7 separate regions of the Mus musculus genome follow, and regions 2, 3, 4, 5, 6 and 7 are each linked to region 1. A link is a contact called in public Hi-C, HiChIP or PLAC-seq and promoter capture Hi-C data. All regions are on one chromosome and are shown on one strand. The core of a region is the stretch at or near the end of the contact, and the rest is flanking DNA. Distances in the headings are between cores, read along the strand shown.

The links. Promoter capture Hi-C pulls out the DNA fragments that hold promoters and counts their contacts. Hi-C and Micro-C count contacts between places; a contact is called where the count stands out from the background. HiChIP or PLAC-seq counts read pairs in DNA pulled down with a chosen protein or histone mark.
Region 2: a contact with region 1 is called in a promoter capture Hi-C map of the SN4741 cell line, with 5 times the contacts expected there. The contact joins two enhancer-like sites. A contact is called at or near these places in 5 of 39 promoter capture datasets (the SN4741 cell line, hippocampal neurons, maxillary cranial neural crest and 2 more), 2 of 484 Hi-C or Micro-C datasets (Th1 cells and embryonic stem cells), 1 of 115 datasets of contacts at active chromatin or transcription factors (embryonic stem cells) and 2 of 9 other capture datasets (embryonic stem cells and embryonic tail).
Region 3: a contact with region 1 is called in an H3K4me3 HiChIP or PLAC-seq map of embryonic basal ganglia, with 5 times the contacts expected there. The contact joins two enhancer-like sites. A contact is called at or near these places in 2 of 39 promoter capture datasets (liver and stem cell-derived epiblast-like cells), 3 of 115 datasets of contacts at active chromatin or transcription factors (double positive thymocytes, embryonic basal ganglia and embryonic stem cells) and 1 of 9 other capture datasets (embryonic stem cells).
Region 4: an H3K4me3 HiChIP or PLAC-seq map of craniofacial prominence shows a contact between it and region 1, with 12 times the contacts expected there. The contact joins two enhancer-like sites. A contact is called at or near these places in 1 of 15 datasets of contacts at CTCF or cohesin (embryonic stem cells), 55 of 484 Hi-C or Micro-C datasets (the 63-12 cell line, the AML12 cell line, B cells and 35 more), 26 of 115 datasets of contacts at active chromatin or transcription factors (CD8 T cells, acute myeloid leukemia, bone marrow-derived dendritic cells and 14 more) and 1 of 9 other capture datasets (embryonic tail).
Region 5: a contact with region 1 is called in an H3K4me3 HiChIP or PLAC-seq map of craniofacial prominence, with 6 times the contacts expected there. The contact joins two enhancer-like sites. A contact is called at or near these places in 1 of 15 datasets of contacts at CTCF or cohesin (the NIH/3T3 cell line), 6 of 484 Hi-C or Micro-C datasets (bladder smooth muscle, cumulus cells, neural progenitor cells and 2 more), 11 of 115 datasets of contacts at active chromatin or transcription factors (craniofacial prominence, differentiating embryonic stem cells, embryonic basal ganglia and 7 more) and 2 of 9 other capture datasets (embryonic stem cells and embryonic trunk).
Region 6: a Hi-C map of uterus shows a contact between it and region 1, with 9 times the contacts expected there. The contact joins two enhancer-like sites. A contact is called at or near these places in 1 of 15 datasets of contacts at CTCF or cohesin (embryonic stem cells), 6 of 484 Hi-C or Micro-C datasets (the N1E-115 cell line, embryonic stem cells, neural progenitor cells and 1 more), 7 of 115 datasets of contacts at active chromatin or transcription factors (craniofacial prominence, embryonic basal ganglia, embryonic forebrain and 4 more) and 1 of 9 other capture datasets (embryonic stem cells).
Region 7: a contact with region 1 is called in an H3K27ac HiChIP or PLAC-seq map of the NIH/3T3 cell line, with 7 times the contacts expected there. The contact joins two enhancer-like sites. A contact is called at or near these places in 10 of 484 Hi-C or Micro-C datasets (the HL-1 cell line, the MC3T3-E1 cell line, adipose-derived mesenchymal stem cells and 5 more), 13 of 115 datasets of contacts at active chromatin or transcription factors (the NIH/3T3 cell line, astrocytes, bone marrow-derived macrophages and 10 more) and 3 of 9 other capture datasets (embryonic stem cells, embryonic tail and embryonic trunk).

Annotation. Positions count from the first base shown.
Region 1 is chr9:41,227,174-41,230,614 of GRCm38.p6, forward strand. No RefSeq gene overlaps it. Among named protein-coding and RNA genes, the nearest start is that of 1700063D05Rik, 23 kb to the left of the region's middle. RefSeq lists an enhancer at 729-3,372. Within about 2 kb of position 1,783, at least 216 of the 459 cell types and tissues checked have an H3K27ac peak or open chromatin away from gene starts, as enhancers often do. A contact at or near this core is called in CD8 T cells, the N1E-115 cell line, the NIH/3T3 cell line and 18 more, where this site is marked.
Region 2 is chr9:42,106,789-42,110,229 of GRCm38.p6, forward strand. The region is part of intron 1 of Sorl1 (sortilin-related receptor, LDLR class A repeats-containing); the gene reads right to left. Among named protein-coding and RNA genes, the nearest start is that of Sorl1, 16 kb to the right of the region's middle. Within about 2 kb of position 1,938, at least 174 of the 459 cell types and tissues checked have an H3K27ac peak or open chromatin away from gene starts, as enhancers often do. A contact at or near this core is called in the SN4741 cell line and Th1 cells, where this site is marked.
Region 3 is chr9:42,038,093-42,041,533 of GRCm38.p6, forward strand. It overlaps Sorl1 (sortilin-related receptor, LDLR class A repeats-containing), which reads right to left. Exons shown (of 48, transcript NM_011436.4): 16 at 2,901-2,986. Gm16214 (predicted gene 16214) reads left to right here. Exons shown (of 5, transcript NR_165259.1): 5 at 1-864. Among named protein-coding and RNA genes, the nearest start is that of Gm16214, 17 kb to the left of the region's middle. Within about 2 kb of position 1,664, at least 44 of the 459 cell types and tissues checked have an H3K27ac peak or open chromatin away from gene starts, as enhancers often do. A contact at or near this core is called in embryonic basal ganglia, where this site is marked.
Region 4 is chr9:41,934,179-41,937,619 of GRCm38.p6, forward strand. No RefSeq gene overlaps it. Among named protein-coding and RNA genes, the nearest start is that of Gm36227, 17 kb to the left of the region's middle. Within about 2 kb of position 1,718, at least 142 of the 459 cell types and tissues checked have an H3K27ac peak or open chromatin away from gene starts, as enhancers often do. A contact at or near this core is called in CD8 T cells, Th1 cells, craniofacial prominence and 8 more, where this site is marked.
Region 5 is chr9:41,859,092-41,862,532 of GRCm38.p6, forward strand. The region is part of intron 3 of 6720432D03Rik (a long non-coding RNA gene); the gene reads right to left. Among named protein-coding and RNA genes, the nearest start is that of 6720432D03Rik, 15 kb to the right of the region's middle. Within about 2 kb of position 1,815, at least 85 of the 459 cell types and tissues checked have an H3K27ac peak or open chromatin away from gene starts, as enhancers often do. A contact at or near this core is called in craniofacial prominence, differentiating embryonic stem cells, embryonic basal ganglia and 4 more, where this site is marked.
Region 6 is chr9:41,833,317-41,836,757 of GRCm38.p6, forward strand. Gm35940 (a long non-coding RNA gene) reads left to right here. Exons shown (of 3, transcript XR_379298.3): 3 at 1-1,201. Among named protein-coding and RNA genes, the nearest start is that of Gm35940, 29 kb to the left of the region's middle. Within about 2 kb of position 1,540, at least 19 of the 459 cell types and tissues checked have an H3K27ac peak or open chromatin away from gene starts, as enhancers often do. A contact at or near this core is called in the N1E-115 cell line, embryonic limb bud and uterus, where this site is marked.
Region 7 is chr9:41,807,336-41,810,776 of GRCm38.p6, forward strand. All of the region lies in intron 1 of Gm35940 (a long non-coding RNA gene), which reads left to right. Among named protein-coding and RNA genes, the nearest start is that of Gm35940, 3.4 kb to the left of the region's middle. Within about 2 kb of position 1,701, at least 60 of the 459 cell types and tissues checked have an H3K27ac peak or open chromatin away from gene starts, as enhancers often do. A contact at or near this core is called in the NIH/3T3 cell line, embryonic fibroblasts, fibro-adipogenic progenitors and 1 more, where this site is marked.

The DNA.
Region 1 (3,441 bases), core at 533-3,032:
TCGGGCATCTCATTTCCTGCAACGTTGACATTTGTCTCCACACTGCAGGCTGGGCAGCTGCCCTTCTTGTGGTTTTGCCTTCCATCTTGAGGCACTGTGCCTGACCTGTTTGCTCACCAGCTCAATAACTTAGCTTCATCCCAGTGGATGAGATTTGACCAATACATTCGTATGCCAGTGCATCTGAGAACCACTAATGGGCAGAAACCAGATTTTGATTTTTATCCTGTTTTGTGAGCCACTCTAGCTTATGCGTGAGCTTATTCTCCCCGAATCATGCTATAGTTCAGCAATCATTGATGACCCTGGGTTATATAGCCAACAGTTTGGAAGATCCCAATCCTGCTTTCAGTAGTCTTCCAGCCTAGTATCTCTTGACTGTAAAACATCCAGTGATAGATAATCCAGCCAGCGTGGGCTGCCCCTTGTCGCAACGAAATCACTTCTAGGTAGTTATTTCACATCCAAATGAGCATCTTTTCTTTTCTTCCCCCATCTTAAATCATTCTACCTGCCTCATTAACTCCCGTTCAGCCCCCAAATACCCAAGCAAAGCCCTTCCATTTATTTAGACAGTCTCTGATTGCATTTCTTCCCCCTGACTGGAGTGATGACTCTTACTTGAGACAAATATGGAACTCCTTACTACACTCGATGGCAGTTGTTTTTTCCTGTGCACACCCCACTAGTCTGCAGCATTCTGAGCTCAGTAATTATAATTTGCATATGAAGTGTGCCCCTTGTCAAGGATCACATGTGAAGGGCTCTATTCTCAACGCGACAGTCAACAGTCGAGCGAAGGGAAGATGACTGGTTCCTGAGGACTCGGAACTAATCTGTAGATCAGTCCATTCACAAGCTCATAATATGATGGGAGTTGGTAGAGATAGGAGGGAAGGCCACACTGGAGGAAGTAGCCTCTAATGATGTATTAGGAGATGTATTTTGTCTTTATTAAGTCCCTTCCCATCTCCTATCTGTCCCAAGGAGGGCCACTTTGCTCTTTGCCCTCATGTTCTGCCTCACCAAACACTGGACTGGAACCAACAGATACCAATGACAGTGGACAGAAAGATACAAATCTGTGGGCCAAAATAAACCCTTCCTCTCTTATGTCATTTCCTCAGGCATGTGTCATGGTGCTGCAGATGTGCCTGACACTCCCACACCCTTCCATCCTTCACCTAGAACTCTCAGCAGTGGAAGTCCCTACAACAGTGCTGTACCGTGTTGCTTCTCAAGCCGAATGCATTCAGCAGTATTGACGTCCTTGATACTATTTGGTTTTGAAGACAAAATCAATTCTGTTAGGAGGGATGATCTGGAAAGTGTCCCCAAGTGGCATGTTCTCATCTGACATCATCACACGAAGATTTTATCAGGCAGAGAGATGAAGAGGTCATTTCTAGCAGTGGAATTAACACAAGCCACTTGGGCACCAGGGCGGGGTCTGGAGTGGATTAAGAGCTGAGGGAGCTGTACTAAATAAATGATAGGCCATGGAGCTCAGATCGTGGGTTGGAAACTTGCCACTGGCTATCTCTGCAGGATTGCTTGGATTCAGCAACTATGGAGTCCATCACCGTCGTCGTCGTCCTAGACGCTGTTTACAAGAGAAATCGTGTCCTATTGTAGACTGTCTTCTATGAGGACAGGAATATTCTGAGACGTTGCAGATTTTTTTTGTCTCCCGGCTCTGCCACTGGAGGTCACTGTTGTACCATCGAAATGAGTGAGAAGCCCCGCCTGATACCCTTTTGAAGTTGGCTTCCGCCAGGAGTGAATACAATACCCTCTGGGTAGCTAGGAAGTCCCGAGGTGCAGGCTTCTCCCTGGCTTCGTGGAAAAGTGGCCTGGTGACCTGCAAAAAATGACTTCGGAAGAGCGATGTCCGTCTGGAGAGGGACTGCGGGTGGGAGAGCGGTGCTGGGAGGGAGACGTCTGTATCGCATTAGTCTGCGTCTGGCGGGGAGGGGCTGGAGGCCCTGGCGGGTCAAGGCAACTGCTCCCTGCTGCTTTCTGGCGCGAATGTGGAATCTGGTAGTGATTAGAGAAGGTTATTGTCTTGGGAGTGCAGGGAGATCGGTAGTAATACTGCTTTGAGCGTTTCTGACCCCATCTTAGAAGGCCTCTCCCACGACTCTCCTGCTGGGCTCTGATTTTAGAGCCACTAAGCAAAGAAAGACAAGGAAAACTGAGGCCTATTCCTTAAGCCTATCCACTCCCCGGGGCTTACAGGGGACACTCCAGGAGGAGCACAGATGAGAACACACATCCCTAGACAGAAAACCCCAAGTAAGCCTCTATTTTTCTTAGCCCTCCTTCCTGTGGAGTGAATATCATTTGGTCCATTTGTTATGAGAAGAAACAGAGACTTGGAACTGACATTTGAACCCGAGTCTTTTGAAATATAAAGAGAATGGATGGTAAAATAACTACTTGTGGTTACTGGCTAAGAATTCTGCCCTTGAAAATTTGGAGAAAGAGCTCCTCCCTGTGCAGCTTCGACAATAACCCACTTCAAGGCGAGCTGAAGCCAGGGTACCTTTTGGCGGCACCTTTTTCTTCTTCTTTTTCTTCTCTCCTTCACTTTCTCCCCATCTCTTCCCCTGGGTTTCACTGCATACCTCAGGTTGACCCTATCCCTTCTCTTCTCCCCACGTGCTGGGATCTGACGGTCGGGCTACTCCTAGATCAGAGTGGCTCTCTAATAAGTCATAATCTGTTTATAGCCATTCATAAAAGCAGAGTGCTTCTGTGCACATTAGCTAATTTGGCTCTTATAATAACTGTCTTATCCCCATTGCCGTAGACAAAGAATCTGAGACGCTGAGGAATTAATTTGCCGAAGGTGCTACAGTCAATGATGAAATTCAACCTCGGATCTTTTTGCTCTAAATACAGCACCCACTGCCCATCACCCATTGCCCGATACCAGTTAGTCTCCAGGTAAATATTGGGTGATGGAGTGATGCTGTGTATAATCTAGCTAGCAATAAACTGATCTTAAGTTTAGGTAGCATTTTATCTCCGAAGATGGTGCTCCAACCCAGGAAGATTACACTGGAGACCCTGCCTCAAGGGGACGGAAGACTTCTGAAAGTTGTCCTCTGACTTCCGCATGAGCGCTGAGGTGCATGAACACACACGCGTGCGCACACAAACACACACACACACACACACACACGCATACAGACACACACAGACACACATATGTGTGTGCACACACACAACTCATGCACGCATGCAAGAATGCACGCAGTATACCCATAACCACACATACACGCAGGCATGTGCACATATGCATGCGTATACATTTATTGTGTGTGGATGAGTGCTCCCATGCCATGACTGGCATGTAAGGGTCAGAGGGCAGCTTGTAACTGGACTCAAATAAATTTCTAAAACTTTTTAAAAGGGTGAAGATTACAATTTATCTAT
Region 2 (3,441 bases), core at 688-3,187, 880 kb after region 1:
GCACTACCCAAGGGACTACTTGCTTTGTTTTATCGTTGTTGACGTCAGTCCCCAGCTACGCTGATCTTTACTCTGTGTGTGTGATGTGCACCTGTAAAACTGTAAACGAATCACTGAAATGTCCTGTTTGTTCAAAACGAAATTCTCCATAGGCTTGAAATCGTGGGATGGGAGAGGGCTAGCTAGTTAAGGATGGGCAATGAATGGAAGGAATAGCTGGTCTTTTTTAAAATTTACATTTACACATATTTAGCAAGCACGTGCACACACACACACACACACACACACACGCGCACACGCACACACACGCATGAACGCACTACAGAGCATGTGTGGAGCTCAGAGAACAGGACAACTTCCTTGGAGTCAGGCCTCTCCCTTCAACCACATGGTTCCTGGAATTGAATTTAGGTTATCTGTCTTGGCCACAAGCACCTTTACCTCCTGAGCCATCTCACCCATCAGCAGGAAAAACCAGATGGTCTGCAGCATGGTAGGATGGCTATCATTGGCAACAAGCCACCACGCCCGGCTAATTGTATTCAAAAATGAAGGAGATTTTAAGTAGTCTCCCCGCTGACTCTGACTGGGGTGTCTGTCTCTTAGTTCCCCAACCGTTCCCTGAATGTACCAGTTATCTCTATCGCACACCCCCTGAAACATCTTCACACTGTACCTCGGGAACACGGGCCAGTGGTATGCCAATTAAAAAACAACTTAAAGTATTTTTCAAAATTTCACAGGCCAAAAGGTCACATGCTTTTTGAGCTTCATGCTAAACCAGTGTTTCGTGGCAGGGAGACATCACTGCTCCACGTCAGCTAAGCATGAGAGGCGAAAGGAAGGCTGCCTTATGCAGTCTCTCTACTTTTCCTTGTTATTTGTTTAAGACAGGGTCTCATTAGGTAGCCTTAGTGATCATGATCCTCCTGCCTCAGTGCTAAGAGAGATAACAATGTGTCACATTTATTTCCCTTTTAATGTCTCAAATGAGGAAACCTTTCTCAGATCTGAACAAAAGTAGCCTTTTAGATTACTGCTAACAGAAGTCCCCAGACTTGCAATTTTGTAAACCAGCAAAATTAAAAAAAGAATATATAAGCCAACCAACCAAGGACTAGGTAGCCATTTCTGTGGCTAAGCCACCATGTCGCAGCTTGACCACCTACTCTCTTGATATACTTTCTGAAGTCACCATAGACTCTTCTTCTCCAGCCTGAGACAGCAAAGGTGTATCCCAGGAACAGAGTTCTAGACAGAAGACTTTAAGAGATGATCCATAGGACCACTCTACCCTGGACCATGCACAATTCTGTTTTCTTCCCCCATCCACAGGTGGCAACTCCGGATCCTAATGGCCCAGATGCAAGCAGAGAAACAGGGTAGAAAGATCCTGGGTTCCTGATTGATAGGCCTGCCGCTGATCCAGGAACACTCCCTCTGAACTGATTAGAATTGAGAGCTATCCTGACGCTAGAAAGCTTTCAGCGTCTGTCTGTAGAAACTGAGGAAGGCTATAAGGGGAATAAAGAGCCCTTTGTTCCTTCAGCTCGATCTTGCCTCATGGGCCTAGCTGTGTGGCCTTTTCTCCTTTCCCTATTGTGGCTGTGGCTACCACTCTGAGCACACGTGTTCTCGACTTAGTTGCCATGCACTGACAGACATCAGCTCCAAGATGACTCACTTTCCAGAACACTTGAGCTCTACTCAACCTGTGGGGACACCGACAAGCTCTGGTGCATCACTGAGAAGCTGAACAAGGCCTCCCCAAACCCAGAGCTCCTGCAGAGTTGTCTGAAATAAGCCTTGTCTGCTGCCAGCCTCCTGAGTCATCTCAAACCCACAGGCTTGGAGGCGGAGCTTTAGGGACTCAGAGCCTGCCTCTGAAGCCAGAGAGCTCACCTGCCCGGCCCTAGCACCACTCTAGAACTAAGGAAAAGTTCAAGTTGAGTGGGCCCACACTTCTTTCTGCAGAGCTCTGGCAGAAAACCTGCCCCTCTTCACAGCTCCACCCTCTTCCTTTCCCTTCTTCCTCCACCCTTGTATCTCCCCACCCACTCCGTAGGGGTGCTCTCAGATGTCACAAGGGAGAAGAAAAACACCTGGGCCACAAACTTGGCAGCCAGCCCCACCAAGAAGCTAACTAACCTGCAAAGGCCCTGCTTTGGATTTGAGGCACCTGCATCTAATTTGATCCAAGAACCAAACACTAAAAACTACCTGAAGAGAGACGGCTTCAAATAAAAAGAGATGATAATATATATATATATGTATACATCTCATTACCAGTAGATAAGTCCAGGCAAGCATCAACAGAAACATGCAAATCAAAAACAAATAAATTATTTAACTCAAAAAAAATAATAATAAAACCAGCTAAGGGACTCCCCCACCTCCTCCTGCCCCCAAGAGTCAAACTTTACTGTTACTTTCTTTCCCTTCCCCTCCCTTCCAACCTAGGCTTCCAGGAAGAAACTGGGAATACTGCTGGATCAGAAGCCCACCAACACAGACACCTCAGACACTCGGGCTAAAACCCTCTCTCGCCTACAAAACCATCTGCACCCTAGGAACAAACAAGACACCTATGTAAATGACACTCAGAAAGGGGTTAGGAACCTAGGGGAATCACCGGAAGTTCACCAGAGGTCAGAGATAAAAAGGCCCACCTGTACTCAACCTGGCCATCCTCAAAAGTGGGCGAAGCCCTCCCTCTGGCAGGTTAACAATCAGAGGACACGTTGAACAGGCTACAAAGTGTTACAGGATCAGAGTGGGGAGGAGGTCTGACAACACTTGCTGGGGTCTTTGTAGCAGAGAGCATAGGTTTCGTTAACTGATCCTAAGGGGTGAGGGATAAAATGGGCACAAAAGAGAGGCATCAAAATATTCCAGGGTATTCTTATAAAGAGAGCCTCTGAGGGGAAGAGCAAACTCAGTGGAACTTTTTTTTTTAAAGCCTTTTCTATCTGATGTCCCCTTTATCCCTAAGAGCAGACTGGAAAAGGGCAGCCCAGCAAGGTGAAAGAGAAGGCTCCCTGACAAGCAAAGGCTTGTCCAAGGGTCACCAGGCACTCACACAAACAGTTCAGTTCCTTGCCTTGGCAGAGATGTCAAGCATATCCAGTCATGAGAATACCTCCCTGGTGAGTCACCACTAATCTTCAAGGCAGCCCAGGTGCCCATCCCCCCACGCCCAAAGCACAGGACCCAAATCAGTAGCAGGAATCGATGCACCCCAAGGACAGTCAAGGGAGCCAGGAGAGGAAGGTCAGCACACCATAAATTTTATTAAGATCATGACATGCAGTCTATTTTCCTCCTGTCCATAGCCGAACTACAGGAAAAGGCAGGATGCAGTCCCCAGGGGACTGTGACCGAGAAGCCAACAGCCCCCAGGGCAGCCCACAGCATGGAGAACGCACAGATTCCTGTGGCTTG
Region 3 (3,441 bases), core at 414-2,913, 810 kb after region 1:
CCATGGAACCTCTGGGTAGTGGAACACACAGAGATGCCTGAGGGTGGCGAGACTCGGAAGGATGTGCAAGCTGCACGCCCTTCAGCATCACTTACGCATCACCGTCTACTGGCTGTTAGTCTGCATCATTTGCGATACCTTGTGTAGCCAGCAGGTTTTAAAAGGAGCCAATCTAGATGCTGGGGAGAACAAAACCCACAGTGGTTTCAGATGCTGCTTCTTGAGTGTGGGCCTGTCCAGATGTTTGTGACTTGTGTCATTTCTCCAAATAGACTAACCATAAGAAAAACTCTTTATAAAAATGTAAAGCATCTACTGATGCTATGCTACATGTGGGATCAAGATGCAAACACAAATCCTTTGCTTCATGCTTGAATTGGTTGCTGCGATTTTGATTTTTTTTTTTTTGGTTTGTTTGCTTGTTATGTTTGTTTTCCCCTATCTTTCCCTCATCCTGTTAATTCACTTAATTCACATATGCATATAACCTGCTTTATAAGAACCTCAATACTGGGCTGGCAAGATGACTCAGCAGGTAAAGGTACTTGCTGCCAAGTCTGCAGAACTGTGTTCAATCTCTAGGAACCTACTCAGTGGAAGAAGAGAATCAACTCCCAGAAGTTGTCCTCTGACTTCTCCATCTCCACTCTGCTATACAAATGCAGTTCCCTTCCCCCACTCTGACACATACACACAAATAAATGTGATTTTTTTTAAAAAGTCTCCAATACTGACAACACATTGAAAACAAACCCTCTAAGTCAGGGTAGGCAAAACACTTATTTACTGTGTGGGATGTTCTGGACCTCGTCCCTAGCATGGCTCCTTGAAAGCTTTAAATAATAAATCTGTAAAAATCTTAAAGAGGGAAAAGTTTGTTCCTTTTTCTTTGTTTTTTCACCTTGCTTCAAAAATACTCAAGGTACCGCCACATGGCAACTAAATGCAGCCTTAGTGCTGGCACTAATTCCGAGGCAGAGGGCAGGAAGATGTAGGTCACACACAGGATGCAAGCCACATGCTGGGCGGTGAGATTTCTGACCCACATCCCTTGGCAGCACCCAGAACCCTCCCTGCGCCTTTGTTGCTTCTAAGAAGCTAGGGAGTGCCCTTCCAGCATCGTACAAGTGAAGCTAGGGTAGGAGATGGAGGTGGAATAGCATTGCAGGCTTTCACGTGTGGGCTCTACCCTAGACAAGGAACAGCAGGCTGGGCTGGTGCAGTCCTGCAAAAGCTCAGCCTAGGAAGATACATTGTTACAGTAATCATAAAGAAGATACATTGTTGCAGTAATCATAAAGAAGAAAAATCGCTGCATTTTAAAACTCCTTCCAGATGCCCACATTACCTCATCTCTGCAAAGATTACGGTATGGTTCCCATTAGGCCTAGAAAACGCCGCTTTCTCTGAGTACTTCCTTGCTTGCATTTAGGGGATGACTTATCCTAAATGAGACTTTTCTATTTCATCCCCTGCTCCCTCCTCTTCTGTCAGAAGAGAAAATAGCTTTCTTGTCTGTCCTGGTGGCTTTAAACAAACAATCATGTCCCTTGCTGAATTATCCCTGAAGTATTTATGAGAAAGCACGTACTCCAGGCCCTCAAGAGCACTCACTCAAACCCTCCTCGCCCAAGCCCTCGTCAGCGGCCCTCGTGAAGGGAGCACTGGAATATTATCTGCTCATTTGTAGGAATCTGCTGAATTAGTGGTTCTCTTTACGTCTCCACTGTGAGGTATGGTAATTACTCTGGTAATGATGGAAGATTAAATTAAGGGACTAATGAGCTTAGTAGCATCAGGGCACGCTGGCGAGCAGTGAGGGACAGGAAGCTCTGCTCTGCCTGCCTGTGGAAGATGAAGGCAGCATGCCTGGGTCATGATTGGTGTGGCTGGGTCCTGATTTTCTAGGAGCTCATGACACTTCCACCAAAACAGCACTGCTGATGGATGCCAGGGCCACATATTGACCTGACTGATAAGTCCTGGAAACCATGAAAGAAGAAAAAAGGCCAAGCAACCACTTTTTGTAGTGTGTGTGTGTGTGTGTGTGTGTGTGTGTATGATTGTGCATGTGTTTGCATATTTATGTATATGTATGTGTGTGCGGTATATGTGTGGTAATGTGTGGTATGTGTATGTGTGCATGAATGTGCACGTATGTGTAGATTTATGCACATGTATGTGTATAGTATATGTGTGGTGTGGTATGTATGTATGGTGTGGTGTGTGTGTAGTGGTAGGGGTGTGGGGTATGTGTGGTGTATTGTGGGAATATGCACTTGTATGCATATTTGTGTGTATTATGTGTGGTATATGCATGTATGTATACATGTGTGCATGTGTGTGGTGTATGTGTACATGTGTGCATGTGTGTGGTGTATGTGTACATGTGTGCATGTGTGTGGTGTATGTGTACATGTGTGCATGTGTGTGGTGTATGTGTACATGTGTGCATGTGTGTGGTGTATGTGTACATGTGTGCATGTACGTGTGCACATGTGTGCAAGTGGGTGAGTATGTGTGTGCATGTGTATGTGTGTGATATATGCATATGTTTGTATATGTATATGTTTATGTGCATGTGTGTAGATTCAACTATGTCAAACCAAGAGACACACCAAGGTCTGTGACTGCTCTTCAACCCCCAGTGCTCAGCACTCAATAGGTACCAAACAGACTGCCCTGCAAAGCCTGCCCTACCACCAAAAAATTTGCATTCCCTCAGAATGGCTTCACCTGCTTGTTAAGCTTCTCCTGTTAGGGAAGGAGGAGCCTTCATGATACCTAACCTCGGTGACTTCACCCCCACTAAGTAAGAAGAGCTACGTGTTTAACTGGATGAGACCAGAATGACCCAACCAGGTTTCAAGAAGGCAGAAGGAAGAGACCACCTCTCTTACCTGCAAGGGGACAGGGGACCAGCTCCCCTTCCAGCCGCGCTTCAACGTCTCCTCCACTGCACGTATCCCCAGAAATCTTCCGATAGCTGTTAACCCCCCACCAAAGCAAGACGTCAGAAACAAGGAGAGGATATCTGGGTCATGGAGGAGCCCCAGTTGAGCACATATTCCTGGCCACGGACAACAGAGTTGGAAGGATGGTGTTTAGTTGCTCTGAGTCGGTTTTGCACGAGGTTATTTAGAGCAGGCAGACCCAGGTGTTTTAATGCACTGCTCAGGGAAGCACTTAAAAATCTCTCTCTCCTATAAACTCCTCTGAAGATGTTCCCCAGCCGAGGCTTCTTCAGATGTCCTCAGCCTTGCAGAAAAGCTTGTAGGCTCTGTTCTCTCATGGGGACTAGGAGATTGCAGATGCCATTAACTTAAAAAGCTGTCCAACCACCTGCCCTCTGTAACTTGGGGTTTGAGAATTTAAGGTGTGGGCAGAGTTGAGTGGTTCTCACAGTTCCCTCCTTCCCCACACAGGCCCTAGTGAGCCTGA
Region 4 (3,441 bases), core at 468-2,967, 710 kb after region 1:
CATGTGTCCAAAATGGCAGTCAAACTTCTGGCCTGGACAACTCTTCTGACAAAAGCATTCTTTATTTAAAGAGTAGTAATACCGCCAAGAAGTGAAACAGAAGGACGGAGAAGATGAGGGATCTATGACTCCACCTTACTGGGGGGCTGTAGGCAATAATAGTGGGGCTCATCAAAACCTACAAGAGGATGAGAAGTCAAAAGCAAAAACATGAGGAGGAAGCGGGGCCCAGAACAGAGCCCAGGGGGAAACCAACTTTTAAAATCTCAATTTCTCTGTCTCTGTCTGATTCTGCCTCTCTCTGTCTCTCCGTGTGTGTGTGTGTGTGTGTGTGTGTGTGTGTGTGTGTGTGTGTGTGTGTGTATGTGTGTGCATAATGTCATTTTGGTGTGTGTGTTCATGTGTTAGAATGCAGGCACACTTGTGGAGTTAAAGGAAAACCTTGCGTTGTTAGTTTGTTTGGGACAGGGTCATTTGCTCGATGCTCTGTGTGACAGGGCTCATGAGCTTTCCCGGGAATTCTTCTATCTCAGATCCTCATCTTGCAGTGGGGGCACTGAGGTCAGACACATACCCACTGAGCCATCACTCCTGCTCAGAAAACCAACTCTTAAAGCCTAGCCAGAAGAATCCTGTCCCAGGAAGGACAATAAGGACAAGGAACCAGGCTGGGGGGGAGGGGGGAGGGGGGATTCAGAAACAAGTTATACTACAGAGGCCCCGGGTGGTGTGGGGACATAAACCTTCGAGGTAGGAATATCACCCCAACCCAGGGTTGCTGCCCAGTACCAAGGAGGGTATCATGCTGGCACTGGCATGACTGAGTTCTGTGGAAGCCATACCCCACCCCACCCCTGCATACCTGCAACACCTCCCTCTGTCACTAACAATGACATTGGGGAGGAGACAGGATCCCACAGCTTTAGACCTCCCTGCCCAAGAAAGATGCAACAGAAGACCCCGCTGTGGGGCTCCTTCCCCTGGTGACTTTTTCACTGAGCTGAACGACCACCTGTTTCTCCCAAATATCAGAGCATCATCCAAATTCTCTGCACTGTGCGCTGGGATGCTTTCGAGCCTGGGTCTCTTTCTTGGATCCCAGGAAAACAGGCTGAAACCCTGGTAGGTAGATAAAAAGACACGGATTGCCTAGAGCCCCTCAGGCCACTCGGTGATTCCTCCCGCACCCGCCATGGCAGCAGTTGAGCAAGAACATTAGTGTAACCTGTGTGGGGGAGTGACTATGAGCTTACCGACTCTACCTCCTTCCGAAGAGCAAGCTCCCACAAACCCTTTTCCCTCCTCCACCTAGTCCCTTCGCTGGCATGGTTCTCTTTCCTACGCAGAATTTATGCAGTTACTCGCTTTCACAAGCACCCAGGCAGGCTGTCTGGAGGCACCACCTGCTGCCAAGGCTATGGCTGAGGAGATCAGCAAACACTATCAGGGAGCCAGGCACCCAGTGGACCTATTTTCTGCTCCTTCAGCCAAGCACCCCCTGTAGCCGACTCCTGGGGCCCTTGCCAGATCCTGCCACGCATAGATCCTGCAGGGGAGAGCAAGAGACTGAGCACAGGGTCTTCCCTGGCTGCGCCCCTGCACGTGCACGCGGGCAGGTGTCCCTCCCCTCCCCCTTCGATTCCTGCGCAGGGCTGTGGTCCTTTGTGTCTGAGTCTCCTCGCGCGCGTCTGCTCTAGACTGGGTGGGGTGGGGGAAGCCGGAAGCGGCGTCTGGGACTTGAAAAATGCCTAGAAGGGTGGACCTTTCCATTCACAGCCCCGACCCCCTCCAGGGCCTCCATCCCCCTCCCCCATCATCCTCCTGCAAGCCCACACCACATCACCTCACCTCTCTTTCTCAGTTTCCTCTCCCCCACCCCCCGCCCCCGCCCAGGTCATCTGGATGTCATTGTCCCTGTGGTGGTTCCCCAGCTACGAGTTTGCATTCGCTGCCCCCACGTGTACGGAACTAAACGCACTAAAGCACCCCCACTCTGCATACCCTATACAACTTCACTTCCGGGGAAGACTCTCCAGGTACCTCATTCCCTGGCTCCATGATCCTCATAAAGAATGGCTTCTTTATCCCCAAAGAGTAATGAAAGGGGCCTAGGGGATATTTAACAAGAGCAGGGGGCACCGCCAGGAAGGGGACTACGTTTTTTTTGTGTTGAACAGTGGGTGGATGTGCTGCCTTGTGAGGCTTGGGCCAATTTCGTCCTTTCCTTAAGAATATAGGAGAGCAGTCTAATTCCCCTCCGCTCCTCTAAACGCAGACTTGGGAGGGGTGTGTGTGGACGGCTATACAGTGAACCCCATTAAAATGTTTTCCTTTTATTTAGCTTCAAAAGCTGTTACTTCATTCGATAACAGCATATATATATATATATATATATATATATATATATATATATATATGTATGTATGTATGCTGAAAAAGATCAGCAAAAACCTAGGACATTGTTGCTTTAAGAATCTAGACGAAAACACCTTAAATGAACTCTGCAGCAGACAGTTGAAGGGGGAAAAAAAAAAGCCCTTCTCTGGCCCTTGCTGCTTTTTGCCATTATTCATGATGTAATTTTTCAGGTGTTAGTTTGGCAGAGAAAGATTGGAACTGGGCTTGTTGCTAGGACATGAATGAAGAAGAGGAATCTCATTGGTTCCCCAGTACTTGTCTGGAGCCAATGAGATGGAAGGGGATGGAGTTGGGAGGGAGGCCACCAGGAAAAAAAAACAGAGAGAGAGAGAGAGAGAGAGAGAGAGAGAGAGAGAGAGAGAGAGAGAGAGAGGGAGGGAGGGAGGGAGGGAGGGAGGGAGGGAGGGAGGGAGGGAGGGAGGGAGGGAGGGAGGGAGGGAGAGAGAGAGAGAGAGAGAGAGAGAGAGAGAGAGAGAGAGAGGGAGGGAGGGAGGGAGGGAGGGAGGGAGGGAGAGAGAGAGAGAGAGAGAGAGGGAGGGAGGGAGGGAGGGAGGGAGAGAGAGAGAGAGAGAGAGAGAGAGAGAGAGAGAGGAGAGAGAGAGAGAGAGAGAGAGAGAGAGAGAGAGAGAGAGAGAGAGAGAGAGAGAGAGAGAGAACACTTCGGCCAGACTATTAATGCTTTGCTATGTTAAAATGAAGTGGAATACTGTGAAGGTGGGGTATTTTAGAGTATCTTAGGGTGTGGATGGTCAGTGGTGCCCAATGGACCAAGGCTGAAAAAATAAGCATTTAAGAGGCAGCTTTGTGTCGACTACCCTGGGTTTTTCTAATAATTCATTGTCATTGCCAGTCTGGAGCAAGATGCAAGCAAGGCCTCCTATGTTTAACACCCTTAACCCGCTGCCACACACCGTCTGGGGTCTGCAATGATGCTAAAGCTGGAGGCAGGAATGCTGGTGCACAGGCGCTGGGATTTTTCCTCTAGTCTTGACTAAGTGAACCCCAAATAACCTTCTGCTGTGT
Region 5 (3,441 bases), core at 565-3,064, 630 kb after region 1:
CACCTTTCTCTTCTGCCAAGGTAATTTAAGGGATGTGTTCAGGCCAACGAAATACCTATAGCATTTAAAGATACAAGTGCATGTGTCTACCTTGTAAACCATGCAAACACACATCATAGAATGATTATTCTATAATCTACTCTTCTTCTACCAGAACACGACCAACACAATCCCTTGCATTTTATCCAGCTTCTTGGTGATGTGGCTACATTTATATCTTTTGCACATGGACAAGATGGTAGCCCCTGTGACACAAGGCAATTAGATAAGATCTTAAAAAAAAAACAACAGGCTGTGAACAAGGCAGATGTTTAATAAAATTTGAAGCTCACAGCTGTCAAGTTACACAAATCATTCTGTGCTTGCAAGAGTGAGACGAAGATGGTTATGGAATTGTTGAGGGAAGAGCATGTGATGGGTTTAAAGAATAAAGATGGGGATGTGTGTGTGTGTGTGTGTGTGTGTATACACGCATGCACACATGTGTATGTGAGTATATGTGTGTGCATAATCTATATATACATCTATATGCACGATATGCTGGCATAAGTATATGTATGGCATGTTTATTGTGATGCAGGAGCATATTCAAAGAAGGGAAACAAGTTTTGCAAACAAGCATCTTTTTAACATTCAAGGTCACCTGTTCTTTTTTCTTTTCTCTCTCCCTGGTCACCTTCTTCTTCCATACAAACCCCAGAGAGCTTGGCATCTTCATCCATTTCATCTATATACATTCATTCCCTCTCCTCATGGATACTCACCTACTACCCTTAGCTTCCGCACACATCTTTCCCACACCATATTTTAACTTAAGCATATTTTAACATAGTCTACAGTTGAAGATAAAGACCTAAGAGCTGCAAAGCTTCGGAAATGAGTCAGCACCAGGCTGCTGAGCATGGGACTGGGAGACTGAGACACAGGAGAGAGACGTTTCTCTCTTTCCTGGTGTGTGTGGGGATAGGTTAAAGAAAGGAGGCTGTTTGTGTGCTGTTTCTTTCTCCATGGGGCAAAGCCCTCTGGAGAGTTATCACTTTAAGTCAGTCTGTTTCTTTGCTGGCTTCTGTGGACTTTGCAATTGCCTCAGAGTATATGTCTGATGGCAAAAGCCTCCTCGGTTACTAGTTTCTAACCATCTCACCCCCTGCACGAGAGGTGCCTTAGGAGGGTGGGAGGAGGGCAGTGTCTTTTCCCAAACTAGACTGTGATGGAGAGTATAGTGAAAACACTTACTAGGATTATCCAGTGCTTGTTGAACCTGGCTGCTCTTTTTTGGGTATAGACATCGAGGGGTAGAGGACAAGCTTGAACTCAGAGCCTTGGACTTACAAGAGGTAAACTTAGTTTTTCTGAATCAGCTCCCTCCTCTGTGAGATGAAGACTTGACCATCCATCCCTCTGTTTGGCTATGTGCTAAAGGAAACAAACCGATCCATACTCTAGCAACTAAAATAACATTCCCTTCCTACCTCCCGGGATCATAAAGCAGAAACACAGATCTGATGCTACAAATGAGCTTTGAATTGTGTGTGTACAAAACTGGAGCTAAGAGAGAACTTTTGCACAAGCTTATTACCTGTGCCCTGTGGATGCTGTGTGCTTTGCTGGACCTGCAAGGGTTATTTTTGCAGACGACAGCCGACCCCCCCCTCCTGCACACCCCCTCCCCCAGTTTCCGTCTGTGTAGCTCCCAGCAGATGTATTAAGTATAGTCTTGGAGCCTTTCCAGGCTCTCTCTTTAAGACACAGAATGTTGAATATTTCCTGCACACAGCAGGCAGCTCTGGCCTGGCACAGTGCCAGGAAATCTGCTGGGTGCCGTCCTGTCCCCACCCCTTCTCCAGTATCTGTGCCCCAGCCCCAACTTGTCCAGATTCCCTGGGGCTTCCTTGGGAAACAGGGTAAAGTTAGAGCAGAGACTGCCACTGCAGCACCATGGCTTACAGCCACAATTACCTGCCCCCTGCTCCCCTGCTTCCCCCCCCCCCCCAGGGCGCTATGGAAGATGGGAAGGGAGGCTTACTGCTAGCTGTGCCTTTGCTTGCTGAAGACACCAAACCCCTTGGGAGGCAGAGGGGGCATCTGAGCTGTCTTGAGGTGGGGCCCTGCCTTGGTTGAGAAATGTCCATAAGAAAATGAAAAGGCAGAGACGTGAACAAAGTGTTGCGTTTATGTCAGGGGCTGTCCCCACCTGCAGAGAGTGGGAGATAGGCCCTCATCTGTCTGCTTCTGCAATGCGAGCTGTTTCACTGTAAGGTCTCCAGGCTAATGCCTCCTTCCTCCGGCAGCTGCACAAACTGAATCCATATTCCCCTGCAAACAGTGCCAGCAAGGAAGGGATGGTAGGAGTCTCTGGGAGGACTCCCCTTTGGATCCATGTCCTCTTTCTCTTTTCAATCAGTTGGTGAACTCCCTTGCATAGGTCTAACATGAGCGCCTCACTCTGGACACATTTACATTGAAGCAGCAACTAGGACTCTGCCTTTTCATGTCCTCTTTTCTTGTGATCTCCACTCCTTCTGTCTGCCCAATTGCTCCTCAAACTCCCCCCATGTTTGTTTTTAATCCTCTAGCGGGTAACATGGTCACTTGTGACATCCCTCCATTGAATGCACATCCTTGTTCCTAGCAGCAGTAATTCAACTGGCAGTGCACAGTCTGCAGTAGAGGAGAGAGGAAACTAGACTCCCCAAGGTGCTAGGACTGGTCCAATCATCCAGAAAACACACAGACACCACTTTCTACCTACAGAGCTCCCTGGAGCCTGATCCCTCCCTAGTGAACAGGCCTTCTATAGCAAGAAAGCCCTGTTATCAGAGTAGCATGCAGGACAGGCAGAGGCCCTGAAAGAACAGGAGAATCAAGGCCTCTCTGGTGAGCAGATGGTCAAGCAGAGAAGGACTTAAGAGACAGGACTGCCTTCCCCTGTGGAAAGAGTTGCAGTCCTAAGTCCAAGTTCAAGCTCTGCCCTTAACCGACTTGGGTGGCTGCAACATCTTCTGACCTCAGGCCCTTCACTTATAAACCAAGACAACTGAAACAAATAATCACTAGTACCTCCCATCTCTGAGATCCTTTGATTCTGTGACTCCTTAAGTGACCTTGGCTTTGGACCCCACCCTGATATAAAACCGTATCCAAACAGGCTGTGAATTGAGGGAAATGTCATGGAGAATATTTAAAAGACCAGTCCCCGAATTCGCAGAGTCTGACGCAGTTCCCAGGTGCCCACACTCTGTGCAAGGACAGGATTGCTGGGTTCCTCTAAGGTTGCAGTGGCCACACCGTCTAGATGGATGGTGTGTCGCCATACTTACTGGAATCTGCTCAGACAGCTTCAGCTGCTGGAGCTAATGAGAGAGGGCTTTTATCAAATGCTGGAGGTCAGCGGATGGGCTTTATGGGAAGGGGAAAGGATGGAGGATGCTCCATCACGAT
Region 6 (3,441 bases), core at 290-2,789, 610 kb after region 1:
TGAAGAGAGGACCATGTGAATAGAGAATGAAACTGGACCAGGAACTCCAATGCAAACCTAACAAATGTAGACTAGAAGATGAGGTTAGAAGGCTGGCCAAAGGGAAGCCGAACTACTACATCAATAGTTATTTTACTTCACTGAAACACAATGAATACTCTTTGTTGGTTTCTATATGTTTCTAGAGTCTTAGTTTTTTTTAATTATTATTTATGTGTATGTGTGTCTAACTGTATGTGTATGCACACATGCATGCATGTACCATCAGACACCAGAAGAGGGCACCAGAGCCCCCTGGAGTGTAGAGTTACAGATGGTTGTGAGCCACTCAGCATGAATGCTGGGAAACAAATCCTTTGAAAGAGAAGCAAGTGCTCTTTAACTTTCTCTCTCTAGCCCCAAAGAAGGCTTTTAAAAAGAGCAGGGTTGAAACATGAAAACTGTGATTAGGAGTTCAGGCTTTGTAGGAGGAAGACCAGATAAAGATGCATGGCTCTGCGTCTCACTAGCAAGGTGACCTCAAACCCATTGCTAGGCTGTGGGCCCCGATCTGTGAAATGACAATAACCACATCTACAGCACAGAAGTGTGTCCATGTGTCAGTGGCCATTAATACTACTCCTGCTATGTGCTAGATATTGATAATTAATATGGACTATGCCCAAGGTCACACATGGCAACCTACTGATCAAAACCCATTATGGCTTGGCACTCTGTAAGCATGCTCCTTACAATGTCAGGACCATAAACCACTCAGCCCCCGTATCTGGCAAATGACTACAGGTTAATGTAAAAGGTCAAAAATCTTTTGTCTTATTTTATTTTACATTTTTCTCTCACATAGGGTAAAAGAGAGAAAAAAAATCTTAACACTGATTAGGAGGTTAAGAAAAAAAAGTTCTAGAAACCAGAAAAAGAAAATTTTTTTCTCTGAAGATGTGAATGCCTGTCACAAACTTTCTTGGCTTGGCATATCATGAGTCACTTCTTTTGTTCTCTGAAACTGACCAGAACTTTAACTAAATTTTGGTGTCAAGTCAAAGCCTACCCTTACCCTTCTCGTATTGTAAACAAGTCCACTGAAGATCCAGGTTAAAGTATTTTCTCTTTTCAGCTTGATGAATTACTAACAAGAACGGCACATGAGATAATGTCTCTTGGTATCTGGATAATACACTGCCTCTCAAACCTACGACAGAAATACTGGCTTCTCTCTGTGTGCTTCTAATGGCCTTGGGGTGGGGGGATAGCTTAAATCAAAACCTTCCTCGTTACCTACCACAATCCTCTTGGTTGTAGTGGTCCTGAGGTTTGAGGAGCTGTTTGCTAACCCTGTGATCCCAAAGCTCACACTGAACTTGGGTTGTTAAAATGCTCCAGAGGGGACCTGAACCATGGCAATCGGAGACCTCCCTCCACTCATGCCAAAATACCCTTCGCCTTTAAGGGCTCTTTTTAAAGCCAGAGAGTTCTCTCTGATCCTCCTTAATAAAGTGCCCAGGCAGCGGTAGTAACAACGCTCCCCTTCCTTATTTGAGATCTGTGCAGTCTCATTAAATTTGATGTGTCACAGAGGGCTTGAGTATGTGAAAGGCAGGCGGTGGGAGCTGGACTGGAGGTTGCCAGCTTTACTAAGGAAACGTAATTCATTACACCTTTTCAAAATGGACGCCCCTCTGGCTTCCTGCTCCATTGATTCCCCCCTCCCCTTCGCAAGTAACGAGTGAAGGGCCTGCTCAGCCTGCAGATTTAACCCTTATTAACAGCTGTTTAAATTAGAGATGCAGTTTGATGGAGAGATGGGAGCCCCTCAAAGGAAACCAAGATTAAAGCATGCATAAGACTGGAGCTGGGTTGTTGAGACAGCACCCCTGCCACCCCCCAAAAAGGAGGGGCTAGTGTTGCTATTAAGCAGTTTGTCTAAATAATATGTTCCTGCTTTGCCATGATTAAATATTCATGGCCTACACTCCCACCTCTGTTGCCCCCACTCCTTTGCAATAGTCATAGAAGAAGGAAAATTTGCTGGACTGTGCAAAACAAAGAATCCTGTGACAATAACCAGTTGGTTTGCCTGCTTCCTCCTTCTTGAGATTGATCTGAAACTACTCTGAAACCTAGCTGACTCCAAGCACCTTTGAGACCTGGGAGTGAACTACTGGGTTCTCTTGAAGGGAGCCGTCTGTTCTGGAAGCAGAGTCTGCAAGACAGAAGACAAGGTTCACCCTCCAAGTGCAACCATGGATTCTGTGGGATTATATCATTCACCTGGCCCATAAACTAACCTGGAAGCAAAAGGACAAAGGTCAGGGTCAAGGAGCACCCACATGTCAGACAGGCACGTAAAATTCACAGTCCGACATCATTATACATCCCTGGATAGTTATGCATCCTGCCCAATAGAAACTAATAAACCAAGAAATATCTGAAAAAGAAAATCTAATGATATTTACTTATTTACTCATTTGCTCGGGTCTCTACTCTGAGCTTTGTACCTGGCAATATTGTGGTGCTGGCAATTTCAAAGGTCAGCAAACCACCTGACAAAAAACAATGTAAGAGAGGAACGGTCTACTGGAGCTCATACCTTGAGCCTATGGCCGATCATGGCCAGGAAGGAGCATACGACAACTGCCCATATTACATCTGTGTTCTGGAAGCAGAGAGCCATGGGCGCTAGCTGGTGCTCAGCTGGCCCTCTCTTCTGTATTCAGCCAAGCAGTTATATGTCTCACCTTGCTGATGCTAGTCTAAAAGAAAACCCTTCATGAACATCCTCAGGGGTTTGTCTCCGAGCGGCTTTAGATCCTACCAAGCTGGTATTGAGTACAAACCATCACACTGTGTAAGTATTCACACCTGGACTGTGCTAATACTTAATTCCTTAGGTCTCTGGGCTTTGTAAGCTGTAGGCGTATAGATTGTAGTCCTCTGAATTCCTTTCTCAAAAGAAGAACATGGGACACCATGATGGATTTATCACTAGAGAAAATACATAGAGAAAATACATTTTTCTTGCTGGGAAATCATAGCAGGCTAAAGAGGGTAGAGGTAGAAATGATTGATCTACTTCAAACTCTAAAGTAAGTCTATGTTGATAAAATGTCGACTCCTCCAACTTCCTCTAGAGAGCCCCCATCTTCCATCTAAACAGACAGAGATCACCAGATTCAAGGTGACAGACAGCCTTTGAAAACTGCCCACTTGTACGCAGATGGAAGAATGTTATTCCTTTATGCCCATAACTCTACTCTCCTGGCCTGCAGTGGCTAACTCAAGGATCTAAAAATTAGATGGTCCAGGGTTTAAAGCAGGTTGTGTGCTAGCTGCTTTTCTATTTATATGTTAAAAGAAAGGGTGCTAGCTAACTGGCTTCTTATTTTATCTTCAACTTAAACATGTAAAGTGGTATTTTCCCTCTAGAGTCTACAGTCTATTGTA
Region 7 (3,441 bases), core at 451-2,950, 580 kb after region 1:
ACATGGTGAGAAACAATGCTCAAGAAACATTAAAAATCTTTATTTGCATGAATTAATTCATCATGTTTCCATAAGATCAGAAAATGTTGCTTGAGTATCAAAAACTCTGCAGTGCATAGCATGCAATAGCCTCAAATATGGAAGAGGTACTGCAGGCAGCCGTCGCTGGTGCTCGGTGGTGTGACACCCTGTGCAAGTATGACATTGTGTGCAAAGTGAATACGTTGTGTGTTTAGGACCAAGTCTGCAGTGAAGTCATGTGATACAGTACAGGCAAACTCTGCAAGAAACACCTCAGGTTCACCATAGGGTTGGTTTTAAATTAATTTTGATGGTTATGTGCTTGAGAGCCGTACATCACTGCTAAAATTTTCTGATCCCCACATTCAGCTACACCCATGTTTTAAGAAGCTAAAGGCCTGATGTGGTGGTTTGAAGAGACGGGTTTGAAGATCTTATATTTGAACGTGTAGACATCAAGGAGTGGCACTATTTGAAAGGATTAGGAGGTGTGGCCTAATTGAAGGAAGTGTGTCACTGGAGATGGGCCTAGTTGCTCTGTCTTCCTGCTGCCTGTGGATCCACACGTGAAGTTCATAGCTTCATTTCCAGCACCATGAATACCTGTGTGCTGTCATGCTTCTACCATGATAATGGATGAAACCTCTGAACTGTAATTTCAGTTAAGTGTGTGTGTGTGTGTGTGCATGTGTGTATACATGTGCATATATGAATGCCCATGGCCATCCTGTCTTTTCACAGCAATAGAGCACTAAGAAAGAAGACCATAATATTGAGGTTTTACCTTCAATGTAATTTTTCATGCCTACTTCTCACTGAATCACTATAAAGAAGCCAAAGAAAAATCTTCCTGAGCAGTGCCTGCCTTAATTTTCTTACTGTAAGAATCACACACCTACTCAGCCCATCTGTCATTATAGCAATGTTAAAAAGTGACATTCTTAAGGTGTAACAATGAAGATTTAAGTGAGGCCCATGTTTCCAAGTGAAGCCCTAATGTTTGATTCAGATCCAGTGATTTGAATCAAAATATTTCCATGGGAACCTGCAGCCAGCCTGAAATACTTACTCCCAAATTGAATAAATCTTTTTTTTAATAAGTTCTGGGTTTTGTTTGTTTATTTTTTATTTGCTCTCTAAACCAATACAATGAACTGAAAGACAGTTTTAAAAACAATACTGACACATGCAGATAAAAGCTGTCCTTTCTAAACAGTATTTAAACAATAAAATTAAATTTCTTTGAGCATCAATTCCCTGAGCTGTAGACAGTGTCTAGTACAATGGAGAACAAATGGATGAGTGAATGAATGAAAAAAAAACTTTGTTTAAATGAAAGATTTATAAGATCTGAAGAGAAAGCAGACTATGAAAGACTTTCAAAACTTGTGTTCAGTGGCCAGTGATGAACTGATCAATAAGAAAGAGCCAGAAATGGTAACACATGAAGCTGGGAAACTCACAAAGTCTATCTTAAGATAGCATTAAGAAGAATACTGAAGGAAGAAGTCAGCCTATTGGGTCAGAAGATCAGGGTCACCAGAATTGTTATCATAGACTACCACAAACTGATTCAACTAATTTTCCGCTGAGCAATGCATTCCAGGGCTTTTGAAAGTCCCCACACTTCACAGCATGCTTCCCCAGCAGGAAGGGCCCCTTAAACATAATTTGATTCAGTCCATGTGTTTAGAAGAAAAAGGCAAAGACCCAAAGCAGTGGTGTAGCATGCCCGAGGTCACACAGTTATGTAGCCACCCACTCAATGTTCCTTCCAGGGCACCATGGTACCATGCTAAGAGTTCGTGGAAGGGATGGAAAGCCAGGATAGTGAAAAGCAGGATTCTAGACACAGAAGAGCTACTTAAGAAAGGATGGGCTCTAAGGATTCAGAGTGAGTGGGGAAAAACAGGAAAGAATGTAAAACATTGATGTAAAGGAGCCTCAAGACTCCCCGCAGAGCAAGAGGGACACAAGAACTTGGTTGATAAACATATGGAGAAGGAACATGGCTATAAATCCAGTTGGGACACTTCCTTTTCAAAGGATCTGTCCCAAACACAGCAATGTCACAGGAATGCAGGCTGCTTTGCTGTTGGCTGGAAGAAAGAGAAAGTGGCTTGAGCCACGCCTCATAGCAAGCATTTCCGAGTGAGATTCCATCATCCCAAGCGGTGCCAGAACCACCAAACCACCAAGGACCATGGGGAAATGACTGGCTACTCTGATCCAAGCAGAACCAAAGGATTGAGATGTTCCAGGAGTTGCTTTTAAAGAAAGTTTTCCCCTGCCCTACTGAGAAGAGAAAACCCATGAAGAAGGGAGAAATGGAGCTGTGTTACAATTCATCAGTAAAGCAGGAGAGCGAGAAAGGCAGGAACAAGGCGGCTTATATACTTTCCATAGCATGAAAACCTGTGGGCCTGGAAGGGAATGCAATGAGAACTTTTGACATAGACAGCCAAGATTTGGCTGCTGGACTGTTGGAATAGCTGCAGACACAGGGAAGAGTGAAACATGCAGCCTCCTAAGGGCTGGCATAAGAACATAGCCCGGACAAGAAGACAGGCAGCCAAAAGCCTAATTGCCTTAAAGTTCAGGTCGAGCCTGGAGACCCAGTGCTAGAACTTTGCCCAAATGAGGGAAATGGGGCTTCTGTCTAATGAACTCAATCAGGCAGATGGACCCTCTCACTTTCTACACTGTGTTCAGACTGTCGGAGATCAAGATAAACCACGGTCGCTCTGAAACAGTCCTTTCTCCTTTGCTCTGCCTGTCAATGGCCTCATAACCTTCAGACCTTTTTGAATGTTCTGTAGGAGCAAGCCGAGAATGATTGGACAACCAGTTGTTTTGTTCTGTTTTGTTTTTTGTTTTTAATGCATGTAGTGACTTCTTGAGGATTCTAATTAGGAGATGATAAACATGTAGGACCTTAGATCAAGTGTGTGAAGCATCAAGCCGCCTTCCATCACTACACTCTGCACACACACAAAGCAACAACTAAGGTGTTGAAAGAGACAATTGTGCCACACTGGCATGACTTTTATGTACATAAACTGACTATACCCTTAATTTCACCATTATATGGAAGGGGAAACTTAGAGATTAGAAGATTTAAATTCTTCCTTGGGTTATATAGTCATGCCAATCCGGTTTATCAACGTTGAACCACTTTACTATTTGCCATGTCTCCCTCAGCCTTTTAAGGCAATAAATGCTACACTTTAAATATATATTTATGTATATACACACACACACATATATATGTATATATGTGTGTATATATATATGTGTGTATATATAATCTACATTATAGTTATATATTGATGAAGTGGAACAAATACCTGGGATGAAGTAACAGTCTGGAAAACCAGATTCTCATCAGAACTGGGGCACTTAATGCTGGGGATGGACAGT